Linked DNA regions of Mus musculus: regions 1 and 3 are each linked to region 2. Evidence: chromatin contacts called from public Hi-C and HiChIP or PLAC-seq data. All regions are on one chromosome and are shown on one strand. Each heading gives the region's core, a stretch centred on a gene start, on an enhancer-like site or on the middle of the called end of the contact. The rest is flanking DNA. Distances are from core to core; before and after follow the strand shown. Region 1 holds the start of Rpl21 (ribosomal protein L21). Region 2 has its middle 45 kb from the start of Gm34700. Region 3 has its middle 8.7 kb from the start of Gm10858.

The links. Hi-C and Micro-C count contacts between places; a contact is called where the count stands out from the background. HiChIP or PLAC-seq counts read pairs in DNA pulled down with a chosen protein or histone mark.
Region 1: an H3K4me3 HiChIP or PLAC-seq map of the 230-238 cell line shows a contact between it and region 2, with 34 read pairs. The contact joins the promoter of Rpl21 here to the enhancer-like site in region 2. A contact is called at or near these places in 7 of 39 promoter capture datasets (the C10 cell line, liver, macrophages and 2 more), 4 of 115 datasets of contacts at active chromatin or transcription factors (the 230-238 cell line and embryonic stem cells) and 3 of 9 other capture datasets (adipose tissue, liver and pancreatic islet).
Region 3: a Hi-C map of B cells shows a contact between it and region 2, with 3 times the contacts expected there. The contact joins two enhancer-like sites. A contact is called at or near these places in 4 of 484 Hi-C or Micro-C datasets (the AML12 cell line, B cells and liver), 7 of 115 datasets of contacts at active chromatin or transcription factors (the 230-238 cell line, bone marrow-derived macrophages, embryonic basal ganglia and 2 more) and 1 of 9 other capture datasets (embryonic stem cells).

Annotation. Positions count from the first base shown.
Region 1 is chr5:146,831,305-146,834,193 of GRCm38.p6, reverse strand. Rpl21 (ribosomal protein L21) reads right to left here and starts at 1,304. Exons shown (of 6, transcript NM_019647.6): 1 at 1,023-1,304; 2 at 1-10.
Region 2 is chr5:146,654,239-146,657,066 of GRCm38.p6, reverse strand. No RefSeq gene overlaps it. Among named protein-coding and RNA genes, the nearest start is that of Gm34700, 45 kb to the left of the region's middle. Within about 2 kb of position 1,441, at least 80 of the 459 cell types and tissues checked have an H3K27ac peak or open chromatin away from gene starts, as enhancers often do. A contact at or near this core is called in the 230-238 cell line, B cells, adipose tissue and 2 more, where this site is marked.
Region 3 is chr5:146,904,330-146,907,253 of GRCm38.p6, reverse strand. No RefSeq gene overlaps it. Among named protein-coding and RNA genes, the nearest start is that of Gm10858, 8.7 kb to the right of the region's middle. Within about 2 kb of position 1,268, at least 12 of the 459 cell types and tissues checked have an H3K27ac peak or open chromatin away from gene starts, as enhancers often do. A contact at or near this core is called in B cells, where this site is marked.

The sequences.
Region 1 (2,889 bases), core at 55-2,554, 180 kb before region 2:
TGGCGAGTTACTGAAACCAGAAAAGTTATCAGTCAAATAACAATTCACAGTTTATGTTATTAACTGTCCCAATAACCACACCCCCAAAAGTCATCTTGTCGCACAGGGCAGGCCCTCTCAACCTCAGCACCTCCGTCAACCTTCCAAATCACAGGAATTGAAAATGGGTGCCCACAATTCCTCTTAGCAAAAGAGGCCAAATTCTATCATTAGCACCATCAGACTGGATGCTAGAACTTAAGCCAATACATTGCAACCTGCAACTCCAGGGTAACTTGAAGACCACCAAACTCAGCCTCTTTGATGCTGTTTAATTCCATTTTACTACAGTAGCTTTCTATCAACAATCTCTTAATCGCACACCTGCACTTTCGAATGCTATTAGGAAGCATGCATAGAAAACCACATTCCAACTAAATTTAAATGCTAATTTAACACCATCTACGAACTTACCTACTACACATATTTAGAACCAGATCGTGTATTCCCACAAACCAACAAGGTTTGGATTACTCCAGTCATCCAGGGCAGAAATACCCGCCATTCCTAACCACAAGGGAAGCTCCAAAGCATGGTGTACTAGACATAACCCCTTGCCCTTGTAGTCTTAAGCAGCCTTAATGTTACCTTCCTTCCCCACGCTCGTCTTCTAGGGCCAAAATTCCTAAGTGTTTCATGTATCCAGAGGAAGGGTCCCCATTACATCATTACCAGGCTGACCCGGCGGGCACCCTCCTCGCCCGAGCCAATTCCAGGCTTCGGCACCCCGGCATCGTTAAGACCCAAGCAGAATCCTAAGTCCCAGCCCGACAGCACATGCTCAAGTCTGGGGTTGGGCGGACGCCCGGCAACCAAGACTGCGCCAGGCCCGGCTCCCCCGGATAGAAGCTCCCTAGCATACACCGCCCAGGGCAGTGACCTCCAGACGGTCTCCCCACGCCCCTAACACGCAGTCTCTGCGGCGTGGGCGCCACACGCAGCGTGTGTGGAGAACAAGACGAGAGAGCCACGCGCGTACCAACCTGGAAGATGGCTGCGGCGGCCGAAAGGAGGAGGGCGGGGCTGCGCGCTCTTACAAGGCCCGAGGGCTGCCCGCGAAGCTGCCTGAAGAGAAACGCCGGGCCCGCGAGGCTGGTCGAGAGAACCTCATCGTCCCGATAACCTGGAGACGCCGTGAGGACACGCTCCCCGGCGCAGATTAAAGGCAGCAGGCCAACAGAAACTCACTCAGGCATCCTGCTAGACATCCCGGAATGGGGCCCTCGCGGGCGTGGAGCCGGACGCGACTTCCGTAGCGTGCTGACGTTACCTTGCGTCGTGTGACGTAGGAGGCACCGCCTCTCTGGGTTGCCCAGCGTTTTGCGGTGTGGTACTTGTTAGTGTTAGTGTCTCCTGAGTTTCCAGGCCATCCTGAGCCACATAGGCGAGACCCTGTCTCAAACAAAACAAAACGCCTCACTTTGGTTTTCTTTCCTCTCATACCTGTAGCTCGAGCCTATCTAGAGACTAGCCTATCTTGTCTATTAATTGTACAAAATAATAGGTTTCATTTTGACATCTTAAGACAGGCGTGTGTGTAAAGTACTCTCATCATAGGCACCCCATTAGCCTTTTCCTTCCCTTCCTGTCTCCCTGGCTGTAGATAAGGGTGTTTAGTCAGTCATACTGGAAGCAGTATTCCTAATAATCTATGGGGATAACCGAATTGGATATTACGAGCGCTCGAATAATAGATGAGGACTTTGAGAGATGAACATTGTTATTTTTATAATAGCTATTCGGATCGTCATTCCACATATGCAGTAGTGCCCCACTTAAAATTGGAGACATTAATTTCTGTCCTTAGTATGCGTTCTTGGGAAGGTAATTCCCACCTTCAGCAAAACAAGAAACTAGCGTGCTGGTTCAGCCAGGAGGCTGGAGTGAGTGCACGTCTTAAGCTGAGATCTCTGCCAAGCCATGCTCACGGACAGCCTGCTGACCGGAGTCTTCTGCCTGCTTCCAAGCTTCATCCTTGAATATTTATGAACTCTGAAAACCACTGTATCCGGCTAATAAACCCCAATAATAAATTCGCTAAAATCCAGCGAGTGACATATCCAGCCAGGGTTAGGTTCTGCTGTTTGAAATCCCTACATGATGACCATTTAATTGGAAGGTTCTGTAATAAGACTGAAGCCCTAGCCGGGCGTGGTGGCGCAGGCCTTTAATCCCAGCACTTGGGAGGGCAGAGGCAGGCGGATTTCTGAGTTCGAGGCCAAGGCTGGTCTACAGAGTGAGTTCCAGGACAGCCAGGGCTATACAGAGAAACTCTCTTGAAAAACCAAAAAAAAAAAAAAAAAGAAAAAAAAAGACTGAAGCCCTATCTCAGTGTGTGAAAAACATAACTGATTTAATTAACCAGGAGTTTAATCCGAGGCTTCAATTATTGAGCAAACTTTAATATCTATGACCAAATTATGTACGGTTACTTATAATTAATTTTTATCTTGGTCATAACAAAATTTTATCCCCAAGGCAATTTTTGTTTGATTTTGAGATAGAGTCTCATTGTGTGGCTATGACTTATTTGGAACTCAGAGGAATCTGTCTCCCTCTGCTTTTTGAGATCTGCCTGCCTCTGCATTCTGGGTGCTGCGATTAAAGGTGGACACCATCATATCTGGCCTGATTTTTCTGTTCTTTAGCATATTACTTACTTTAGTTGATTTGGGTTGAGTGTAATCAAAATGATACTAGTGCTTGCCTAAGAGTTGAGAACATAAAGGTACTATACAAAAATTAACGCCAGGATTAAACATGTTCTTGCTCTGGGCCATTGTTTTAGACTTTACCAATCTTTACCTATTGCCTGTGATGTGTGTGTGTGTGTGTGTGTGTGTTTCGTGC
Region 2 (2,828 bases), core at 192-2,691:
CAGTAAACAGAGATCCTTCGTGGCTTCTGCTTCAGTTCCTGGCTCCCTCAGTGATGAATTGTAGCCTGTAAGCCAATTACACCCTTTCCTCCCCATATTTGATCAATATTCTATCACAGCAACAGAAAAACAAACCAGGGTAAACCCAGTGTCTTGGGGGCCGTTGTCACTCGAAAGGGCGGATATGGTGCTTTTTGTCCAGGTATGCTTTGCAGGATTGCTTTTTTTCTGTTACTCACTGTAGCAGTAATAGTTAATCTGCTCTAACTCCCTGCTGGGGGCTGCGTGTGTGCTTCTCGGTACCACCTCAATATTGTAGATTCTTGAATGAAACACACACACGCACACACACACACACACACACACACACACACACACACAGCCTTATTTTTAATATGCCTGTCTTAGTTAGGGTTTTACTGCTGTGACAAGGCAACTCTTATAATGACAACATTTAATTGGGGCTGGCTTACAGGTTCGGAGGTTCAGTCCATTATCATCAAGGCAGGAACATGGCAGCATCCAGGCAGGTATGGTGCAGGAGGAGCTGAGAGTTCAACATCTTCATCTGAAGGCTGCTAGCTGAATACTGACTTCCAGGCAAATAGGGTGAGGGTCTTAAAGCCCACACCCACAGTGACACATCTACTCTAGCAAAGTCACACTTCCTTACTCCCTGGGACACGTGTATACAAACCGCCACAATGCCCTAAAAAGCTCAATGCTGCTGGGCCCCTCCCAAACTTCCACATTGCTGATGCCTTCCCTCTGAAACTCCTGAGTTACTACTTACTAAAGAACTATATCCCATCTTTGCTACCCCAAACGGGAGAGGGTCCCCTGGGTCTGCTCTTCCCTGGCTCTTCCATGACTGTGTGCTTTCTCTCCTGCAGCTCCCAAGCCTGATCCTCCTGCTTCCCTGTGGCGCTTGTAAATATCCCCTCTTCTTCCCTGGGTTCCCTTGCCTGGAAAATCTAAAGTCCCGCCTCTGTCTCCCTGCCCAGCCATTGGCCACCGGCAACTTTATCTACCAACTAGAGCCAACTAGGGCCAGGGATCCATGGCATCTTACATGCAGACGTGTGAATTCCCGTGTAATTTGGGAACCCAGTTAACATAATATAAGCAATACACAGAATCCACAACAACCCATCCTCCTGTGGATGTGTTTCCAGTACTACAGAGGCTCTGCTGGGACCCTTGCTCCTCAACCTGGTGTAGATTTCCAGGAATCTCATGGCTCAGCCTCCTCTCTCCCCTCTCTACTGTTTGCTGGGCTGCTAGCAATACCGTTCCGTGTACTACGGTTTCTCCCTCCTTCTCAAGCACTGTGATAGCTGGCACACAGGGTTCTTAAGCAGTAGCGTGCTATTTCAGTGTCTCAGGCCAGTGGGGAAGAAGAGACTAAACAGAGATCTGGAAGAGGAAGCTGCTTGCTTCCCCCACACCCCCCACTTCCTTCCTGCCCTGTTTCTGAAGCTGAAAACCACAGGGGCCATTTGTGCAGCTCTGAATCATGTCTTCCTGGGAAGCCTGGCAAGGTGGTAGGTTGAAAGTGGTTCTTGGAGACCCAAGATCGGGTGGGAGAGAAGGAGGTTGGGTTGGCGCATCCCCAGATTTGGGTTCTGTGACCCATTTCCTCTTGTCTAGAACCTTCTCCGCAGCTATAAAGGCCATTCCCTGCTGTGCACCTTGTGCTGAGGCAGCTGGAGGTTCACGGTGCTGTCTGAAGTGCTGTACACGGGCCCCTGGACTCTGGGTTAATGAAAGCCAGTGTCAACCTTATCCATTGGTGCTGTGGTTTGAATATGAGATGCCCCTAGAGGCTCATCTGTTTGGATACTTGGTCCCCAGTTGGTAGCACTGGTCTCCCAATAGCACTATTATCTGGTGTGGTGGGAGTTTTAGAAGGTGGAGTCTCACTTCAGAAAGTGGGTCCCTGGGTGTATCCCTTGAGGATTTATCCCTCTGCCTTCTGAACTTTGGGGATGTGAGGAGCTGTCCTGCTACCACAGAGCTGCGTGCTGCTGTGCCTTCTCTGCCTGGTGGATAGCATCCCCTCCAACAATGAACCCCTGAGTTGTCTTTTGCCAGACATTTGGTCACAGCAAAGGGAAAATATCGAATATAATTAGTGTATGAGTGAATCCCAGGCTGGAGAGAGACTTGGGTGCTGAGAAGAGTAAACTGAAGAACCGTCTTTAGAAGTGGGGTCTAGTGGGCTGGAGAGATGGCTCAGCGGTTAAGAGCACTGACTGCTCTTCCAGAGGTCCTGAGTTCAATTCCCAGCAACCACATGGTGGCTCACAACCATCTGTAGTGGAATCTGATGCCCTCCCTTCTGGTGTGTCTGAAAACAGCTACAGTGTACTCATATACATAACATAAATAATTAAAAAAAAGGGAAGTGAGGTCTAGAGTTTAGATGACTGCTCCTAAGAAATTATGTCAGGGCTCTATCTGAGTGGTCACAGTGGTCCCTGAGGGCATATGTATATGTATATGTATGTGTATGTGTATGTGTATGTGTATGTGTATGTGTATGTGTATGTGTATGTGTATGTGTATATGTGTATATGTATATCTCTCCATTCTGGTCCTGTGGACTCTTGAAGTCTTTATATACTTATTGGGTCACATTGTGGCATCTTAGCCACAAGGGGAAACCTCTCAAATGTAAAACGTTGACTATGTCTGTGGCTGGTGGATATGTTTCCTGCCATTTAATAAACTTAGCCTACTAAGCAAAATAGTCCCCGGTAGTGCATGAGACCATGCCCATATCTGCTGACCATGTTGGAGATGTTAAAGATAGCAGCAGAAGAGCT
Region 3 (2,924 bases), core at 19-2,518, 250 kb before region 2:
CAGGTGCTTGTGAGCCACGATGTGGTTGCTGGAATTTGAACTCAGGACCTCTGGAAGAGCAGTCAGTGCTCTTACCCGCTGAGCCATCTCATCAGCCCCCAACTAATTTTTAATAGCCACCGTCCTAGTCTCAGCTTCTGTGGGAGCAATGTTTTAATTGCACACACTAGTTCACGGTAAAGGTTTGCTTTCTGAGGGATGCTGGGGATTGATCACCCACGGCCCGTGTTCACGGCGTAATTTTAAAATGAGTGGGAATTATATACATGCATGCATGTATGTATTCATTTTTAATGTGTTAAATGTATTTTTGTCCGGTATAGGACTCACTTCTTTAATCCCAGCACTCAGGAGACAGAAGCAGGGGAGTCTCTGAGTTCTAGGCCAGGTTGGTGTACAGAGCGAGTTCCAGGACAGCCAGGGCTACACATCGAAGCCCAGTCTTGAACCCACCCCCACCCCACCCCGCCGCCAAAAAAAAAAAAAAAATGTATTTTTAAAATTCAGACTTGCTCCATCGCCAAGTGCTTTGAAACCCAGTAGCTTAAGTTAACCGTTTGTTTCTAGTAAAGGCTGACTTTTCCTCATTTAGGCCCCCAAATCAAGTCTTTGTGTTGAGAAGGTAGAATCTAGCACCAGCCTAAATCGAATCGTCTCATTTGCAGATAGCTTTGTTTCTAAATATGAACGTCAGCAAACATAGCACAGAAATACATCTATTCTTCCACAGGACCCTGGGATCGACTGAGAAAACGTTTAACCCAAGTGAGACTTGCTCCGTGAATCCGTTACAAGAGTTACAACTTGATTAATTTCAGGTGGACATGTCCCCTCTGGGTCTGGGGCCCAGGAACAGGTATATGGCAGTGGAGGATTCTGGGACATCCCCCATCCAAATCTGGGCATCCTGAGGACAGGATATCCCGCCTAGCTCAGTCGGGTCTGTACCTAGAAATCAACTGTCCAGTACCGCTAGAGTCTAACCACTAACCAAAGGGTGAGAAGTCCCATGCAGATCCCTCGAAATGACGCAGTAAAGGATGTTAAAGTGATAATGGCCCACAGGATTGGGGGCGGTAGGGGGGGAGGGGCGAAACAAACCGTGACCTCCAACAGCAGAAGTCAGGACATGATCACCCCCCAGAGACCACTGACTTATCCTTAAAACCAACCGGAAGCAGTTGGAAGCAGCCCCTTCCCTGCCCAGCTCTCTGCTAAACCCGAGGTTCACCTCGAGAAATGACACTTCATCCCTTGGGATCTGGCGCCATCTGCTGACAGCCGCTGATACTACGTAAATGAACCTTTAAAAGTTAGCCTCCAAAACACAATGCATTACCTATGATGTTGTTCATTCCACACACAGGGGAGGAGGGCCCTGGCTCCCAACAAGGCAGAGAGCAATGCAGGCTATAAATGGTAGGACTCTCAGTAGTTGAAGGGCTGTGCTGTTCGAAGCGAAGCCACCATGATATGATGGGGTTTTTGTTTGTTTTGTTTTTATGGACAGCTCTCCTGGGGTGCGGGGAGTGGGGGGAGGTGGAGGTTACTGCCTAACCCTGAGGAGCCAGCAGGTGCAAGGAAGGGCTTCTGGGAGTATCCTTGAGGAAGGGGTGACCTCACAGTGTTATGGGGACAGAGTAAGGGCATGGGAGCTAAATTGAACAGGTAATTTGTGTAGGCAAAACCCTGAAATGTGCCGGGCAGTGGTGGTGCACGTCTTTAAGCCCAGCACTTGGAAGGCAGAGGCAGGCGGATTTCTGAGTTCGAGGCCAGCCTGGTCTACAGAGTGAGTTCCAGGACAGCCAGGGCTACACAGAGAAACCCTGTCTCAAAAAACCAACAACAACAAACAAAAAACAAAAACCCTGAAATGTGTGTTTGGGACATTCCATAAAATACGGCGGAGGAGAAAGTGTGTTCTGGTTATGTTGCTGAGAGGGAATTTCAAGCCAGATCTTTAAGAAAAGACTGCTCTGCAGAAGATGAAACTCTAATGGAAAAAATAAAGTAATATTTCCAGAGTTGTGGTTTAATTACAGAGGAATGAAGTCACAGGTTACTTTTAAAATTATGAGCTAATTTTTTTAAAAATGTCTGTCTCTTAGGCTAGAAGTGGCAGAGACGGAGCCTTTGGAACGGCATTTCTCAACCTGTAGGTCTCCACCCCTTTGCATGCAAACCGACCTTTTGACAGGGGCCGCATATCAGACACCCTGCATATCAGACATTTACATTATGATTCATGACAGTAGCAAAACTACAGTTATGAAGTAGCAATGAAGTAATTTTACAGTTGGGGGTCACCACAACATGAAGGAAGTGTATTAAAGGGTCGCAGCCTTAGGAAGGTTGATATCCGCTGCTTCGAAGTTACAGGAAGTTGTGAGCTACTCCATGTGGCTTCTGGGAAACAAACTACAGGGGCAGTGAGTACCCTTGACCCCAGCACAAGAACTACATTTATTCATTTGTTTGGCTGTGTAGCTCTGGCTGCCCTGGAATTCGCTATAGAGACCAGGCTGGCCTCGAACCCCTGGCCTCGAACTCACAGAATCCCATCCGCCACTGCAGTACAGGGCAACTAAAAATGCGAAGAGCCCTGAAGTAGCATGTGCTATATAATGTAAGCTAGGCCAGTTGGGTGAAGCCACCAGGTGGTGCTATTGTCTCAAAAAATGGCCACCATCCTCGTTACCCAAGAGGATGTGCAAACTTCTAAAACGTCTTCATCTAGAAGTATTTGCCAAGAATCCTGTGTGGTGGTGCACACCTTTAATCTCAGCACTTGGGAGGTGGAGGCAGGAGGATATCTAATTCTAAGGCGACAAATACATGAATCACTATTTCTGCATCTCTCATCTGAGCCTCCCATGTGAGCTCACACTTAGGCCCCGGGTGACTCTTGCATTCGAGTTACTGGC